Regions from separate parts of the Mus musculus genome. Here region 2 is linked to region 1. A link is a contact called in public HiCAR-type data. All regions are on one chromosome and are shown on one strand. The core of a region is the stretch at or near the end of the contact, and the rest is flanking DNA. Distances in the headings are between cores, read along the strand shown.

Region 1 (5,106 bases), core at 1,718-4,217:
CTTTTGAGACAGGGTCTCTCATTGAACTAGGCGCTCATCAATCAGCTAGACTGACTAGCAGTGTGTCCCCACCGACTCCCTTTCCAGTGCTAAGATTACAGATACTCAGAACAATGTTCATCATGACTTAGGTGCTGGAATCTCAACTTAGGACCTCAGGCTTGTGGGTACACACTTAACGACTACGCCATCTCCTCAATCCTGGTTCTGTTCTAGCATATGTATACTCTTGTAAAGGTGCTGCTGTGAAGATGACCAGAGCAAAGCACGTGTCTTATTCTCCAGATGTCCTAAAAACCCTTTGTCACCATGAACTAGGCTGCATTTTTCTACAGTTTTCTGTAAGCAGAATAATACAGAGTAGGTGACAGAATGATGACCGCCAAAAGACATGCAAAAGACATTCTAAAAAAGACATGCTAAAAGACATTCTAAAAAAACATTCTAAGTTTTGGAACCTAGGTATAACACCTTGCTTGGAAAAAGGCTGTTTTTAGACAAAGGCTCTTGAGATAAGCATATTATCATTAAAGATCTAGATGTAACCCTGTGTCCATACAAGTAGTCCTATAGAGTGTCTGTATTAAAAGTAAGACATAGAGAAGGAACCACTGGAAGGCCAGGTAAAGATGAATTCACAGCACAGAACACTGCTGAAACTAGGCAAGGAATAGCAATGGCCACCAGATGTGGCCAAGGAACAGGACCAGCTCTTGCCCAGAGCTTCTATAAATAGATAGCATACAAACAGCTCTGAACTGTGCAGGAACTAAAAGCTAACCTTTCAAGTCACTAAGTTTGTAGTTTGTTTGTTTTTTTTAAGGGCTGCCACAGAAAACTAATATGTAAACTTTTTTTTTTCCTGAAAAGAAACTCCCAATGACATTCAACTGTGTGTCTTTAACATAGCTGCTATTTTCTCCAATGTCAGCACAATAGTTTAGCTCAACATAATTATTTTGAGATTCATCCTGGCTGAAGTTTACACCTTGTTTATTACTGGGTAGTAGGATTTCATGTCTTTTGGGGGTTGTGGAATTGGGGAGAGATAGAGTCTTTACATGTAGTCCTGGCAAGAAGTATTATTTCAATAGGTAGATACATTACAGGGTGTTTATTCACCTACTTAAATGCCTTCTAGTTTGAGACATTCTGAATCAAGCAGCTACAAAAATAATATGCTTACATTTCCTTACATACCTACGCATAAAATGGCTGACTCATAAAGAAGGGGTGTGTTTATCTAAGGAACTGTTTTTCCTAGCAGCAATATTTCAGATTTTAAAGATCAATGCAAAACAACTGTTAAAATGAACCTGAGGGGGATTCTGGCAGCACATGCCCTGTTGTCTTGCCTGACCACAGCTTTGATGTTCATATCAACCTCTGAATGCCATCACCCCATCCACCCAAGGTCAGCAAACTACAGGGTAAGACTGTCAACTCCTCTGAACAGCAGTAGTTTTACTGTAGCTACAAGCAATTTTCTTCTTCTAGAAATACAATGGTTTAATTGTGAAAAGCAAAGACATTATCATACCATCATTATTCAGCATCTAAATATCAAATTAGCATATGTGGGGATTATATTAAGATGTCTGGTTTTACAAACAGCTGTTTAAGTTTCTGACTTGGGGTGCATTAAACAGGATTCCAGCCCGTTTCTACAACAGCCAACAATCCCCTGTTGCCCTTTATGCTGTGTGGATATGTGCAGGGTGCTTCAGCAGCGCTGTCAGGCAATTTTCAGGGTTTTTTTTTTTTTAAATATAAAATAAGCATGTTTATGTATCTTACTGTGATGTGAGTTTGCTGTCATCTGTAATAAGTGGTCAAATTATATCTTATGCTGAAGAACTGTTTTAAAATAGGTATATTTATGACTTGAGATCAGTGAACATTTCAAGTGTATACTTCTATGTGGAGTTACTGGCAAGTGGAAAGTTTTAAACAACCGTCATCTACAGAAGGAAAAGCCGTGAAGGCACTGCAAAGGACAAACAAGCCACAATCAGGAGGCAACTGTCATCCAACTGTCCACTAGGGCTTACAGATGGAAAGTGACAACCACAAGGAACACTGGAGGGCCCTGTTTTCTGCTGTGCCACAGTAGCCCTTCGGTCTACTGCTCAAGACCAGCAGAATTTACTAGAAATGTCAGTAATTAGCTGTGTGAATAGATTGCTAGACAGCTATGTGAATTTAAAACTATGTCATTTAAACTACGTCAGTACTCACACTGCTTTCTGAAACACCTATCTAGTAAGCCTGTGGGGTTAGGGGTCTGTGTGGGTCATGGCACACTCTCAAAAGTCAGGGGAAAACCTGCCAAAGTCAGTTCTTAACCGTTGGCCCCTGGGATTAAACTTGGGTCATGAGGCTTGGTTGCCAGTGCAATTACCAAATGAGCCATCTTAGGGTCTCATTCTTTGCACCATAACTGACTTTATTATTTAAATTTTTTTCTCCTTAAAGTTGAAACATCCCATAAGTGCTGGGCATGGCCGTGGAACAAATTCCCCTGGGCACTGAGCACTGTTAAATGTTCTTATTTCCCTAGAAGGTCATTCAGTAACACTTTCCTCTTACACCCATAAAAACTAGGAAAAATGTAAAACCAGAACCACTGTTTTGGTACCATTGTCACAAAGCTGCAATCTAACAAAACTGCGTCTTTCACAACCAAAACCATTGTACAATTTTACCTTAACTCAACCACCTGAAGCAAATAAGTTCCTATCCCAAGTAGTTAGAAGTTAATGATTGCTTTTTGCTTCCTATCAGACCTGGCAGCTCTAAGGTGACGTGTCACACACACACACACACACACACACACACACACACAAAAGTTCACCATGTAATCCTTAACACAAAGTTTCCCTTTGCTTCGCTTTATTTCCAGGGAGAGCGATGTTGACATGAGGCTCAAACTGTTTGTCCCCACTCACCACCATGAATGCATAACAGAGGGAAAGCCCCCTACTTTCTCTGAGATGCCTGGGCTTCTCCCGGGCTCTCCCTGTGCCAATTACCAGAGATGTTCATTTACATATAAATAGCTCAGAATTCCACCACAAATGGGCTTGAAACAGGGAATCAAGTCCTTCAGAAAAACAAGGATTAGGTGTATTTCAATTCGATTTTAAGGTGTTTGCAACAAGCATTGATTCAAGTAAATAAAAGAAAAGGAGTCAATTTTTATTATAGAAAGCAACATCTTTTTAAATTACTGAAATTATCCCCATACTGCTCTTAAAGGTTCAGTCAGGGTTCTGTTTGGATTGTGTAGGGAGGAGCCTCTGTGGGCAGGGCAGCCCAGCCCCTGGCCTGGAAAGTTCTGGGTGGGGGCAGGGTTTGCCAGGTAGGTATTAAGGAAGCAGGGAGGATCTGGAGGTCAGGTCTGCTTTGGTGTAAAATGTGCACCTCAGGCCTTAGGCCAGGAGTCTGCAACCAGCTTCTTTTAGCATACTGCTCCTAGTTTGTCAGGAAAAAAAGGTTCGAAGTTACTTATAGAGTTTTGGTATGATGTTTGAAATATATATAGGTAGATACATTCATACATACACACAAACACACACACACACACACACACACACACACACACACACACACCTAGCTAGGGTCTTCTAAAAGCCATAAATAAAACAAGGAATGGTTTGTACCATCTTATGCTCTTATCTTGAGTATAGTGTACTTTAAATCCTGTTTTGGTCTTGAACTCAAGGTCATTATAAGCTGCGTGTAACACTAGCATCTCTCACAGCTAAACTCATCACAAGGTCTCCATTTCATTGTTTGTTCTATAGCTCTTACTGAGCCATTTCAGCTTCCACTACTGTTCCTCAGTTAGATTCCACAGAACACATAAACAAGTCTATGGCAGACAATAAACTGGTGGACAGGACCAGGGAGGACTGTGATATACATAGAGTAAAGGGGGCTAATTTTGTTCCTGAAATTAATATTGGTGGTATTTTATATTTTACAAACTATGCCTCAAGTGTTTTCTCTTTGTAAATCATCACTTATTTTGAATTTCCCTGATTAAAAAGAAAATTCTTAAAAATTGGAATTTTACGGAGTGTTGGAAAAGGGAAGGAAGCAGAGAAAAATAAAAATAGTGGAGAGGGAGGAAAAGGAGAAGGACCGGAGGGCAGGGGTGGGAGAGGAGCAAAAGGAAGAGAGGAGAGGAAAAAGCTAGACCGTGGTATTCTGTGAGTAAAGTCTCCTCTGTGCCTGGCACAGTGAGAAGTTATCAAGCTTGTTTGTTGAAAATAATATGTCTTTGCTTTGTGGATTAAGATCGTTTTTCTACTTGGAGCTTGCTCTGCTGCATAAAAGGCAAACTTAAGATATGTTTGTCCTTTGAGCTCACATGGTCCTGTTTTAAGTAGATTAAGTGCATGTGTGCCAAACACAGCGTGAGTGCTGAACTTCAAGTCTTTACTTCTCCAGTGGCACTTTCTTTGAACTCTACCACACTTGCTCTCTATATTGCTCATTGGCTTATACGCTAAATAAATCAATAAGTGAGACTTTACAATAAAAAAATAAAAGTCTTCATGTTGGCTACTAGATTTTAATGCACTTAATAACTTTCATTTTAAGCAAACATCACAGCAAAGCCAATGGTGAGTTCTGTGTTTGTGCATGGATTGGTATGTGAACATGACAATGCTTAGATGTAGTACATGCACACGAGGAGGCCAAACTAGGACAGTGTGCTCTTCTCTATCACCTCACCTCCATCTCACAGTATGACCAGCATCTTATGTACCAGAAGAAGCTTGCTGATTTGGCTAAGTTGGCTCTTGGGAGCCTGTCCCTGGTCCCCAGTGGTGGGTTACAGACACACATAGGCATGATTGCTGGTGATATGAACTCAGGTCCTCATGTTTACAAAGCAAGCATTCTTACCCAGGGAGCCCTCTATCCAGTCACTGATGAAATTTTTATGCAGTATAAAAACAATGCAGTGATATAATGATCTGTGAAGCTTAGTATTAAATAGGTCAGCAAAAGGAGACGCTGAGAAAACACCACAACCACCCATGTATGGGCTTCCATATTTGAGAAGGAGATGCTCTGAAAAGCACTAATATTGCC
Region 2 (5,372 bases), core at 1,458-3,957, 460 kb before region 1:
TAAGTAATGTTCTCATGAGTACAAGCTGCATTCAATCACATGGAAAACCCACATGTGGGAAAACATGTTTTTCCATTAGGGCATAGAAGGGATAGTTTAAACCAGTAATTTAATAACAATAGCAAGCAGTAATCTGGAGTAAACTCCTATCCACTGAACCTCAGAAAAGCATGAAAACACATTCCAAGAACAATTCTGTGTTTTAAAGAAACTGAGGTACAAGACTCTGTCTTTCCCTCTCCTCCCTCTTCCTCTCTCCCTCTCCTCCCTCTCCTCCCCCTCCCTCTCCTCCTCTCCCTCCCACTCCCCCCCCCCCCGAGTATTCTCACAAGCACTCAAAATTCTTCTCACTCAACTCCATTCCTGGACAGTGTTCCAGACAAAAATATTTATAAATGGATAGGGAGGTACTGGAACTAAAGGATGATATGGGAAAGGAGAGCAAAGAGAAGGGAGGAAATACAGGGGAGACAGCTAAAACTAAGACCCATTTGAAAGGTACTATGGAAATGGAATACAATAGAAGCTTCTGTAAACATATACATCTACAAAAGGAATCTAAATAAAATCACCAAATAATGTAGGAGAGATAGTTCCAACTGGATAGATTTTATAACCAAATGAAGCTTTCCTGTAGTGAGAATAGGTGGAATCTAATTGAGTTACTGGCCAGAGTTCTCCCATGGGAATCCCTAAACAGCCCAAGCTGTTGCCAAGGCCATTGTTGTATCTCCACAAACTGATGACAAGGCCCCATTACTGAAAACAACACCTACACAACTCATTGAAAATGGAGAAGTCCAACTTGTGCTTACGTAAAGCCTTCCTCACTGGGCTGATGTCCATGGTAGCAGAAGATACTCTGCATGGTACTAAAGGAGAAATGTAAACACCAACCCATCTGCACACTCAGACTCTTTAATCCACAATGGTGTCTTGCCTGGAAGATATGCTAGTGCAACTGTAGCATAGCTTGAGGGAATAAGCAACCAATACGTGCTTTGACCTAAGGCCCACTGCATGAGAAAGAACCTATACCCTACGCTGCCTGGTTGGCCAAAGAACTGAGATTAAATACCCCAGGGACCTAGGGTAAAACCAAATACAACTGTTCTACTCAAGGAAAATAGCAATAAACTCCTAATAGACTCCTAATGACATTGTGCTATACTCATAGATCGGTGTCTTTTTCAGTCATCATCAGAGAAGATTCCTCATACAGCAAATGAGAACAAATGCAGAGACCCACAGTCAAACCATATGCAGAGAGTGACAGACCTTGGAGCATTTGGTCTTGAATGAGATGTTCCTATCAAATCCCTTCCCTTAGATTTTAGCTCAGAGAATGCTTTGGAAGGGTTGATACAATATGGGCATTTTGAACACAACAGGACCTACACACATATGAATTCACAGAGAAAGAGGTAGCATGCACAGGGCCTGAACAGGTCTGCACCAGATGGGGTTTTTAATTTTCTCCAAAGGAGTCTCACTGAGAAAGAAAAAAAAAAAGACTAAAGACTACTCTTAAGGATAGGCTACGTACCCAGCAGTTGACGGCCAATGGAAAACAAAGCCAATGGCAGCTTTGAAAATTCATTGCCTCAGAATGTCATATCAGGGCTGTTTCTTTCTCTCTTTCTTTTAAAGATTTTGTCATTTTTTTATCTTATTTTATTTTTTAGCTTACAAGTACTTTGTGTATATATTAGGGCTTCTGGTTTTGTGTTTGTATGAGATCCTTGAGCATGCTAATGAGAGGGTCTCTGCATCTGTATTTGTCTCTTGTGCTTTAGGGGGGCTCTTTTCCTTCTGGGTTTTTTTTTTTTTTTGGTTTGGTTTGGTTTTTTTCTTATTCTGATGTGTTTGTTTTTGTTTTTATTTTATTTTGTTTTGTTTTGTTTTGTTTTGCTACTATACCTTTGAAGCATATTAGATTTCCAATGAGTGAGAAAGAGGATGGATCCAGATGGAAAGGGAGGTGGGGAGGAACTGGGAGGTGTAATGGGGGGGGGGGAAGTGGTAATCAGGATATATGATATAAAGGAATATATTTATAATAAAAGAAAAATATTCAAAGCCTCTCAACTGTGGGCACCCATAAAAACCAAAATCAAATGAAATACTTTCTTCAAGTTCCTTACTGGCTTGCTCCCCATGGCTTGCTTAGCTTGCTTTTTTATGAACCCAAGACCAACAACCCAAGGATTGCACCACCCACAAAGGGCCAGGCCCTCCCACATCGATGACTAATTAAGAAAATGGCCTACAGGCTTTTCTCCACTCTGATTGTATGAGGACATTTTCTCAGTTGAGGCTCTTTCCTCTCTAATAACTCTAGATTTTATCAAGTTGATGCAATACTAGCCAGCACACAAAGTGACATCAAAAACTTCAAATTCTCTCAATTTGCCTTCTTCTAGTACTGTAAGAACTCTGAGAAAACTGGTTCACAGTTTTGATGGTACAGGATATATTTCAATCAGCAACAACAGCATAGTGAACAGTGAGGCCTGGCCAGACTGGAGGCCTGAGGAGGGAGAGAATGCAGAGAAGGTGATGATAGAACATAGCAAGAGAGGAGAGAGGAGCACAGGAGCCCAACTGTGCTGGAAAGGGGACGTTGTAAGCTACAGCTTGTTGCTTTCTGGGCAGACTCAAGGTTAGACTAGTGGTGCACATGCCCATTGTCTCCTCCCCTCCCCCAACCACCAAGGCAGGGGGCAGGAAGTTGTGTCACTGGCTTTTCTTGTTCCAAGCATGCAGGATATGCAAGGCTCAGTTTGACTCCTTTCAAAATGAAGATGGTCTATAGGATCTGGGGGAAGAGGGTGCTGGGATCAGCCTATGTATGCTGCCTCATTGGTGGTCCAGTCTCTTGAGAATTTCTAGAAGACTGCTGGTCTTCTAAGGGGTCACCTTCCCCTTCATCTCCTCAATCCTTTCCTTATTTCCTCCATAGGGGTCCCCAACTTCACTCCAATGGTTGGGAATAAGAACCTGCATCTGTCTGTCAGCTGCTGGTTGGGCCTCTCAAAGGACAGCCATGCTAGGCTCCTGTCTTAAACACATCATAGCCTCAGTAACAGTGTCAGGCTTTGGTGCACAATCCCACCCTCTGTGAGATGGATCCCAAGTTGGATCAGTCACTGGAAAAATCTCTTCTCCATTTTTGTCCTTATAGTTCTTTTAGATGAACAATTCTTAGAGATTTTGACCGTGGGTTGGTAACCATGTCCTTCCACTTGGGGCCCTGTTTATCTACTAGAGGTGAAATCGTCTTCCCTATCTCCACTGCTGGGATATTTTGGGTCATCCCCATTGAATGCTGAAAGTCTCTCACCTCCCAGGTTTCTAGGGGCTTCCCCTGCCTCCCACCTCTAGAAGCTGCATATGTCTATTTATTGTCCTCATTCTCTGGGTTTCTCTCCTGCTCCCTTACCCCCAACCCCAATACCTGGTGAAAAGGTCAACTCAGGAACTTTGGGAAGGCCATGAAACACTTGCCTCTCTGGGAGAGAGAGCCTAGTTAACATTTCTCAGACCACAGGGCAGGAACCAACCTGCTTGCGGATGGGGACACTTCCACAGGATGGACCGTTGCTCACCTTCAGACAAGGGAAGTCTTTGTCACCTCATTCCCTAAAAACCAATCAGTTTAAAGGGTGCACTGTTCAGCCAATCATATTGTGCCTAGTTGCTAATGCTCTATTCTGCCCCTGGAAACCGTATAAAAACTCGCTGAACAGGTACTGATGGTCGCCACCTCTCCTTCGGGTCTGGGACTACCACAGTGCATTGGAACAATATATTTCTCTTGCTTTTTGCATCAATCCTGGCTCCATGTGGTTCACTCAGGGGGTCCCCGGTAAGCTAAGGCTCACCAGAGTCTTAACCAGTACATATATGGCAAAGGACTGCCTGTTCAGGCCTCAGTAGGAGAAGATGTGTCTAATCCTCTGGAGACTTAAGGACCGGGAAAGGAAGATAGGGGGAGGGAAGCACCCTCCCAGAGGCAAGGCTGAGGGGGAATGGGGTGAGGAAATGTGTCTATGTGTGTGTGTGGTGGGGGGGGGGGGGTAACCGGAGAGAGGGCAATGTATGGAATGTAAATAAATAATTAACAAAATAAATAAAACGAAAAAAGGAAGGGTTGAAGGAAGGAAAGAGTGGAAATGATATACCTACATTTTAATTTCCAAAACAAACAAACAAAGAAACAGAAAATACTATGTAAGTCCTTAGTGGCAATTTTAATTCTACCACATGTAACACTCAGGTAACAGAAGGAAAGATATATGGTCAAAAGAATTGCTAGTATGGATGGCTTAGGAATATTAAAATTTACAAAAAATAATTTACTATTTATAATACTGCATGCTGTAATAACATACACTTCACTTTAAAAACTAATAAAACACATATAATAAAAATTAAGCATTTGCCTAGGTTTTATGTATATATATGTGTGTGTATAGTAACATATAGCACAAGTATAGAAAATATGATATATTAATTTACTCAGGATATATTTACACAATATACATATCGTGTTATTTCCATAGATTTTTATTATATATACCATATCATTTAAAAGTTTTAAGCAATTTATGTACAACATATGTATAGAAATAGAATTATCATATGCACTATTGTAGGGAAATTTTAAAGATGAAGTCACGTACTTTATAGCATAAACAGATAATTTGCCTCTTCTAATTCTGGTTCCAAAAAGTCACATTTTTAGTCACATTTTACCTACTTTGTCTTCTTTCTCAATAGCTTTAAAAAAAAAAAAAAACAGCAAAAGATAATTTATTACCTGTGATGACCATTTAATTTCTGTAAATTTAATATTTCTAAGTCACTCATACTAGCAATTCTTTTTGACTTTAACTTTAGTCATAAAAAATATCAAACATCCAAAATTAATTCTTGTGGAAGGAAATAATATGTATGCAGTTAACATGACAAAATGTTCATTGTATCTAAACAATGCTAACAGCATACAGGCTGACCTAGTAACAGGTTTAGAAGTATAGTTTTTCTCCTATCCTAACAGAATTCCAATACTTTTGCCAACAGAAATAAATCTAATATTAAGAATTAAAGAAATTATTTGAGAGCCTACAAACTCACTCACTATACTTTAAAAAGGCATATTAAAAATCAAATATTCCCAGCAAAGGTAAAACTAAAGTAGAGATCTGGACAATTCTATATAGCATAAGCATAAGTTGTATGTTATCATAAAGAAACAGAATTTGGCCTCAAACTGGACAAATCTAACTTCAATAATGTGCAAAATTTTCTCAGATCTTTACATTACTACAATCTTTATATGTCCTGTCCTAGTTGGTATTTTAATACAA

What was found. HiCAR-type assays count read pairs that join an accessible place to other places.
Region 2: a contact with region 1 is called in a HiCAR-type map of embryonic stem cells, with 5 times the contacts expected there. The contact joins two enhancer-like sites. A contact is called at or near these places in 1 of 484 Hi-C or Micro-C datasets (embryonic stem cells) and 2 of 115 datasets of contacts at active chromatin or transcription factors (both in embryonic stem cells).

What each region holds. Positions count from the first base shown.
Region 1 is chr12:41,557,347-41,562,452 of GRCm38.p6, reverse strand. The region is part of intron 4 of Immp2l (IMP2 inner mitochondrial membrane peptidase-like (S. cerevisiae)); the gene reads right to left. Among named protein-coding and RNA genes, the nearest start is that of Gm40412, 48 kb to the left of the region's middle. Within about 2 kb of position 2,967, at least 25 of the 459 cell types and tissues checked have an H3K27ac peak or open chromatin away from gene starts, as enhancers often do. A contact at or near this core is called in embryonic stem cells, where this site is marked.
Region 2 is chr12:42,015,081-42,020,452 of GRCm38.p6, reverse strand. No RefSeq gene overlaps it. Among named protein-coding and RNA genes, the nearest start is that of Gm46348, 26 kb to the right of the region's middle. Within about 2 kb of position 2,707, at least 8 of the 459 cell types and tissues checked have an H3K27ac peak or open chromatin away from gene starts, as enhancers often do. A contact at or near this core is called in embryonic stem cells, where this site is marked.